Regions from separate parts of the Oryctolagus cuniculus genome. Here region 2 is linked to region 1. Evidence: chromatin contacts called from public Micro-C data. All regions are on one chromosome and are shown on one strand. Each heading gives the region's core, a stretch centred on a gene start, on an enhancer-like site or on the middle of the called end of the contact. The rest is flanking DNA. Distances are from core to core; before and after follow the strand shown. Region 1 overlaps MYO18A (myosin XVIIIA). Region 2 holds the start of ABHD15 (abhydrolase domain containing 15).

Region 1 (3,207 bases), core at 531-3,030:
TTGGCCCCAGCTGGTTGGGAAACTTTCCTTAGACCTGGGCCGTCACTCTGGTCCCTTCCTGTCCCCCCCTGCGCTGCTTGCAGTCAGAGGCTGTGGTGTTGCCCTGGCACAGGCTCGCTCGGGCCCGGGAGGCGCGGAGGGTGCTGGCGCAGCCTTCTCACAAGCAGCCTGGACTTGTGAGGTCCCGTTGAGCCTGAGAAGGAATAGGGGGTGAGGAGCTGGCTGGCGCTTGCCCCCGTGTTAGGCAGCGTTCTGATGTTTGCTTGCTGAGTCCCCCAGCCACGCACTGAAGTAGGCATTACCTTGCTGGCTGTTTCCCAGGTGAGGAGGGCATGATGAAGGTGGCAGGAGGACAGGCTGAGGGTAATCCGGCTGCAGGAGCACCCTCAGCCCTGAAGGGACACGCGGGGCTGGGACCCAGGCTGGCCTGCTGGGTAGGAGAGAGGAGGCAGGGTCAGGACAGCCCTGTGAACCCCCATCAGGAGTCAGGAGGCCTTTCCCGCCAGGCAAATGGGAGGCGGGAGGGCGGAGCCCTCTGGATGGTGCCGGCGCTCAGTGCTCCAGAGGCTCAGCCGGAGCAGGAGCCGGAGAGCCCGAGTGGCAGCAGGCAGACTCAGTCTGGTGGGAGCGGAGGAAGGCGAGGGAAGCCCTAGCGAGGGAGGAGCACCTGCCCCGGCAGCATCCAGGTGCGGTCCCCACAGGGTGGAGGAGGGATGCCCTGTTGCCCCTGACTCATCTGGGCTGAGAGGCAAGGACTTTGCCCCTCTCGCCTCTTTTGGCCCTCGCTGATCTCTGTGGCACTTGCGGCGGCCAGGCCCCACCCAGCTGGGGGTCACCTCTGACCCAGGACAGGCTCCTCCGCATGGCACAGGTCTGTGCACTGTGGTTTCCCCTCTGTGCATGCGAGGTCAGAGACGGGGACTGTAGCCCAGCAGAGGGCCTAGCGGGCGGTGGGTTCTCTCTCTCTCCCCGCCGTGCCGTTCTCTGTCTGAGCTGCTCTGCCCTGCCTGGCGTGGACGCCCACATACCTTGGCCCCAGTTTGCCTGGCACTTCCTCTGGGCACCCTTGCCTGGCCCTCCCACTGCGCACCGCACCCTCTCCTCGGGATTATAGTTATCCAGTGACTTCAGCAGCGCTGCAGCCTGAGAGCTGTGGGTATCTGTTGAAGGAGTGAGGGCCGTTTCCTGTCCTCTGCCTGGTCCACCTCGCTTAGCTCAGTGTTGGCTCCTGGCCTCGGTCCCTTGTCTGTAGGACATGACCACGTCCTGCGCCCACCCACAGACTCTGTTTCCTGTGTGCCTGAGAATGGCATCCCACAGGCGTGGACAAGAGATGGGTCCTGTATGCATCCATGGGCCTGGGGAAGAGGGGTCGCAGGGGCAGCCTGCCCTCTTCCCTGCACGGGAGCCCCAGCAGGGGCGCCAGGCTAGGATGAGAAGGAGACCCAGGGTTCTGTGGGAGCCACAGCGTCCAGCTGCAGGTCTCCGAGGGGCGGGAGTGTAGCCGGCAGGGGGCAAGGCTCTTTCTTCCCTTGGGCCAAGTTCCCAGGGCTGCCTGCCTGCTGGGTTGTCAGCAGCCTGGGGATCTGCATAGCAACTGCTGTCCTGGGTCAGAATGACAGATCCCAGCTGAAGCCCGGGGACAGCTCCCACGGGCAGGGGCTCCCTGTGAGGGCAGGGGCGTGGCTGGGGCAGCCCCAGCTTCCCTTCTAGGGGGCTCACCCCCATTGCAGTCCCCTACAGGAGACACAGCATCTGCCTCCCTGGGGGACCAGGTTGAGAGGGAGCTGGACTTGTGGCACAGCAGGACTCAGGAGAGGCAGTGGGAGGAGGCCTGGGACGGCAGAGACGCCGCCTGGGTGAGGAGAGCACCAGGCTCGCCAGGCCCACGAGGCCTCACTTCCTCCAGCCCCATATGAGTCAGGAAGGGAGCGCCTTGGATTCCATCCTCAGGTGGGGCCGGGTCTGCCAGAAGCAGGTTCTGGGGCCTACAGGGGCCCCTCAGCCTTGGCGGGAAGTGGCACTGCTGAATTTGTCCCCCATAACCATCCTCTGCTCTGTGGTCCCCACAGCGCCTCTGGGGCCTGCTTCCCCCGTCGTGACCTTTTTGGTCCCCGTGCCCTTTGCCCCCTGATGTCCTTTCTGCTGGCCCCTCCTCCTTCCCATTTCTGCAAGGAGCTGACTCACTTCCTCCTCTCTCCCCAGCTTCTCTCTCTGCCAGGCCCTGTGGCGAGCAGGGGACACACAGGGAGGAGGTTTCTCCCAGGGCACCTCCCCTGCCCTCTTCTCTGGCAGTAGGACAGGGAGGTGCCCCTGGCTCTGGAAAGAGGGCTGAGCGTAAGCGGGGGAGGAGGGCCAGGTGTGGAGTCTGGGCACAGCTGGGCGAATGTTGGGGGGGGCCTCGCTCCGCACCTGCTCCGTGCCTCCTTGTGGGCTTGGTCCCATGCAGGAGAAAGGCTGAGATGCTGTCCCTGGGATCAAGAGGCCTGTGCTGGAGCAGAAGATGTCTGTGAACAGATTAGTCCCAGCCCCGGGTGGCACGAGCTGGTGGCCAGCAGCGTGCACCTGCGAGGGCTCCCTGGGGCCCCCAGTTTCATGCCTCGAGGGAGTGAGGATCTGGAGAGTCCAGTGGAAATGTCCAGGGACAAGGCAGAAGGAAGGGCCTGATACTGTGTCCCGCGTGGCTTCTTCTGCTGGGGGCCCTGCCTCCTGCTCCTCCAAGCCCCGCCTCCATCGCTGGTGGACCGGTTTGGTGGTGGGGCTGACGGCAGAAGCCCTGGCATCGGCTGCCTCGCCCTCCCCGGAGCTGCCCGGGCTGGCAGCCTGTGTGCCTGGCGCTCCAGGCTCCGGGGGGACTGGCCTGTGCTGAGCCTGGCACAGCCTTGCACCCTCCTCAGCAGGCATGTAGGTCGCCCCGAGGACCCAGACACAGCGTGAGGGCGAGTCTCCCGCACTTGGCCACAAGTCAAGATCAATAGAGGCCAGAGCGAAACTGGGCCCACAGCCTGAGAAGCTGGGGACCGCTGTGGTCTAACTTCCTGGAATCCAGTGACCCGCAAACATCCCTGTGCCCGAGCCCTTGGCTCTGCCCAGTAGAGACCCCATGCACTTTGGCCTGGGAGTGTGGCCTCAGGATTTCTGCACAGTGACAGGAGTTTCTGGTTTAGGTGAGGTTGGGGACAGGAGATAGAAGCCAGGGATGCTGGC
Region 2 (3,207 bases), core at 328-2,827, 400 kb before region 1:
CTTACCTCGCCGGGACCCAGGAGCCCCGCCAGGGCGGCCAGGAGAAGCAGCTGGGGCGAAGGAGGAGGAGGAGGCGCCATCCCAGCCCACCCGGGGCCCGGCTCGCCGCCCCGCCCCGCCCTGCCCCCGCGCCCCCGCGCCCCTGCGCCCCAGCGCCGCCCGCGCGCCCACGTAGACCCCGGTCGCGCGCGCCCCCCGCCCCGCCCCCGCCCCGCCCCTCGCCCGCCCCCAGCAGCCGAGCGTGCGCGCTCGCGTGCTAAACCCCAAGCCGGAAAAGTTAGGAGTCTGAGCTTGGGGGCTGAGCGCGCTGCGGGGCAGGAGGAGGACCACCTCTCTCGCCCAGGGGTTCGTCCCTGCGCGGCCCCGTGGCCTGCGGAGAGCAGCTGCAGGGCCTGCGGGGGATTCTGGAGCAGGGGCGAGGGCGGGAAGTGGGACTCTTGGAGGTGATCGGCGGGCTCCTCTGTGACCCGCAACCAGGCTCCCCAAGTCCGACCTGCCGGAGCGGGAGCGGCACTTTGCCACACGGCCTGGGCTGCCCTAGCACATCAGGCCCCGGGGTCCCGAGGCCGGGGCTGGCCCGGGCGATGCTGCGCCACCCCCACCCCGCCACACACACACACACACACACACACACACACACACACACACACACACTTCGGCCTGCCCCGGCCCCTGCAGTCGTCGCTCGCCCGGCGGCGGCCAGAGAGGCACTGGCGGCCGGGAGGTGGCGAAGTGCCAGGCCTCGCCCTAACGGGACGCACCGGCCGGGCTTGCCCGTCAGCCGGGCGTCGGCTCTGCTGTCCTCTGCAGGATTTGCAGAGCGAGAGTTGGGGTGTCCGGCCCCAGACTTCGGAGTCCTGCAGGAGCGGGCTCCTGGCTCCTGGCTCCTGGCTCGCAGGGGCTCCCCGCCCTCCCGCAGGGCTGCCGTCGCCGGCGGACTCTCACCCCTCGCAGGGCGCCCCGCTCGCTCTCGGGGGCGTGGGGCTGTTTATACCCGGTGAAGCCTTCCTCGCTCTTCCCCGCTCGCCGGGCTCCTCGCGGAGCCAGCGGGACGTCGCACGGGTGCGGGCACCGTCTCGCCGCAAACCCGCTGTCGGGGGCCACCCTCCTCTCACCCCGCCGCCGCCGCCGCGTGACTGTGCCGTTGCGGGGTCTGGCGGGGCCGAGACCCACACTGAGGTCTGCGAGCGCGGGACCCTGGGAGCCGCGGGGAGCAGCCGCGAGCAGCGACACAGGGTCTCTCCCGCCTGCCGCAGGCCGCGTTAGGCCGAGGGGTGGGGGCCTCTGGTGCTCGCCCCCGGCCCGCGAGCCTCGGGCTCCCGCCCCCTCCGTTCGCACCCTCCCCCTCGCCCCGGCCGCTTTCACCCTGTGCCCCTGCTTGTCGCAATCGCTGTACAAAGGGCCCGGGCGGGAGCCCTTTGGCTGCCTCTGCGGGGCCGCAGCCAATCCGAAGGGCGCCCGCCCGCCCGCCCGCGCGAGAGGGCTCTGGGCGCCAGGCGGAGCCGCGGACACAGAGGCGAGCTCGGCGCGGGGGCGGCCCGCTGCAGCCTGCCCGCCGGGGGCTCCGTGCCTCGCCATGCCGCCGTGGGCCGCTGTCCTGGCGCTGTGCCTGGCCGTTCTCACCCTGCTCCTCCTGCTCGGCCCGCGGCTTGGGCGCCCCTGGAGGCGCGCCGTCGGAGCCAGGACCCGGCCGCGGGCTCCGGGCCAAGACGGCGAGGAGGAGGCAGCCGGCGGAGGCCCCTCGGATCAGTTCGGCGACGGGCGCGAGCCGCTGCCGGGGGGCTGCAGCCTGCTTTGTAAGCCGTCGGCGCTGGCCCAATGCCTGCTGCGCGTGCTGCGGCGCTCGGCTGCGTTGGGGCCGGCTCCGCGCTCCTGGCTCTCCGGGCCCCACCTGCAGACCCTCGTCCACTTCGTCCTGCCGGCCGGGCCCGGGCCTGAGCTGGCCCGGGAGTACCTGCAGTTGGCAGACGACGGGCTGGTGGCCCTGGACTGGGTCGTAGGACCTTGCGCTCAGGGCCGCCGGGTCACCGGCGCCGGGGGCTTTCGGGCGGTGCTGCTGGTGATCCCCAATGCGTGGGGGCGCCTCACCCGCAATGTGCTGGGCCTCTGCCTGCTGGCCATGGAACGCGGCTACTACCCGGTCATCTTCCACCGCCGCGGCCACAACGGCTGCCCGCTGGTCAGCCCCCGGCTGCAGTCCTTCGGGGACCCGTCGGACCTCAAGGAGGCGGTCACTTACATCCGCTTCCGACACCCTGCGGCCCCGCTGTTCGCGGTGAGCGAGGGCTCGGGCTCGGCGCTGCTGCTGTCCTACCTGGGCGAGTGCGGCTCCTCAAGCTACGTGACCGGCGCCGCCTGCATCTCGCCGGTGCTGCGCTGCCGCGAGTGGCTCGAAGCCGGCCTTCCGTGGCCCTACGAGCGGGGCTTTCTGCTCCACCAGAAGATCGCCCTCAGCAGGTGGGTGACGGCAAACAGACGTGGGCCATGTTGCCCATTTCTTCTCGCACCTCTTCCAAATCTGTCCGAACGCTACAGTCTAGACAGCACGAGGGGAGCAGGTTTAAAAGCAACGGATGGGTTTAGCTGTGCCGCAGTAGGGACTCCTGTGGGGGGCCCTGTCTCAGCCCCAGGTGTCCTAGCAACTTGAGTACCTGGCCTGCCGGCCCCAGAGCGGCACCTGCCTCCACTTGGTCCGAAGCTCAGGGCCAGGGCAGCGATTGCCACCGAATATCTGTGCAGAATGTTTACTTACAGCCTCTGAGCGGGGAGATGTCAGGACGCAGAAGTGGGGACGCTGTTGGGATTTATTCGAACTCTTTAGGCCTACCTGATTTCGCCTGTTCCTACGTGTGTATTCAACACATTTAATACAAAATATTGAAACAGAACTGTTTGACCACCAAGGTGACAGGCAAGACTTTGCCATGGAGAAAGCCCGAGTGACATTCCCGGCTTTTGCTAGGAGATGGCGGAATGAGATGGGAGACGTCTGGCAACTGTGAGGGCTAGCGAAGGACCTGGGCTGTGGGGTCAGGCTCGGTTGCCTTCAGCCCTGAATTTCCAGCGAGCCCGCCAACCCCTTCAAGCCTCCCTTCCCTATGCAGTTAAATGAAGTTGAGAACCACTCCATTTTTATTACAGATGGTTACATGAGAAAACAAAAGGGGAGGAGGTGGCACAGAAGAGGCTCTCCGTAAACGGTGGCAA

What was found. A called contact is a pair of places that touch in the nucleus more often than the background predicts.
Region 2: a Micro-C map of ear pinna shows a contact between it and region 1, with 2.3 times the contacts expected there. The contact joins the promoter of ABHD15 here to the enhancer-like site in region 1. A contact is called at or near these places in 2 of 6 Hi-C or Micro-C datasets (ear pinna and an unstated tissue).

What each region holds. Positions count from the first base shown.
Region 1 is chr17:44,634,619-44,637,825 of mOryCun1.1, reverse strand. All of the region lies in intron 2 of MYO18A (myosin XVIIIA), which reads left to right. Among named protein-coding and RNA genes, the nearest start is that of MYO18A, 22 kb to the left of the region's middle. Within about 2 kb of position 1,780, at least 4 of the 8 cell types and tissues checked have an H3K27ac peak or open chromatin away from gene starts, as enhancers often do. A contact at or near this core is called in ear pinna, where this site is marked.
Region 2 is chr17:45,030,842-45,034,048 of mOryCun1.1, reverse strand. ABHD15 (abhydrolase domain containing 15) reads left to right here and starts at 1,577. Exons shown (of 2, transcript XM_002718908.5): 1 at 1,577-2,457. The coding sequence starts at 1,577. TP53I13 (tumor protein p53 inducible protein 13) reads right to left here and starts at 1,578. Exons shown (of 7, transcript XR_011383614.1): 1 at 946-1,578.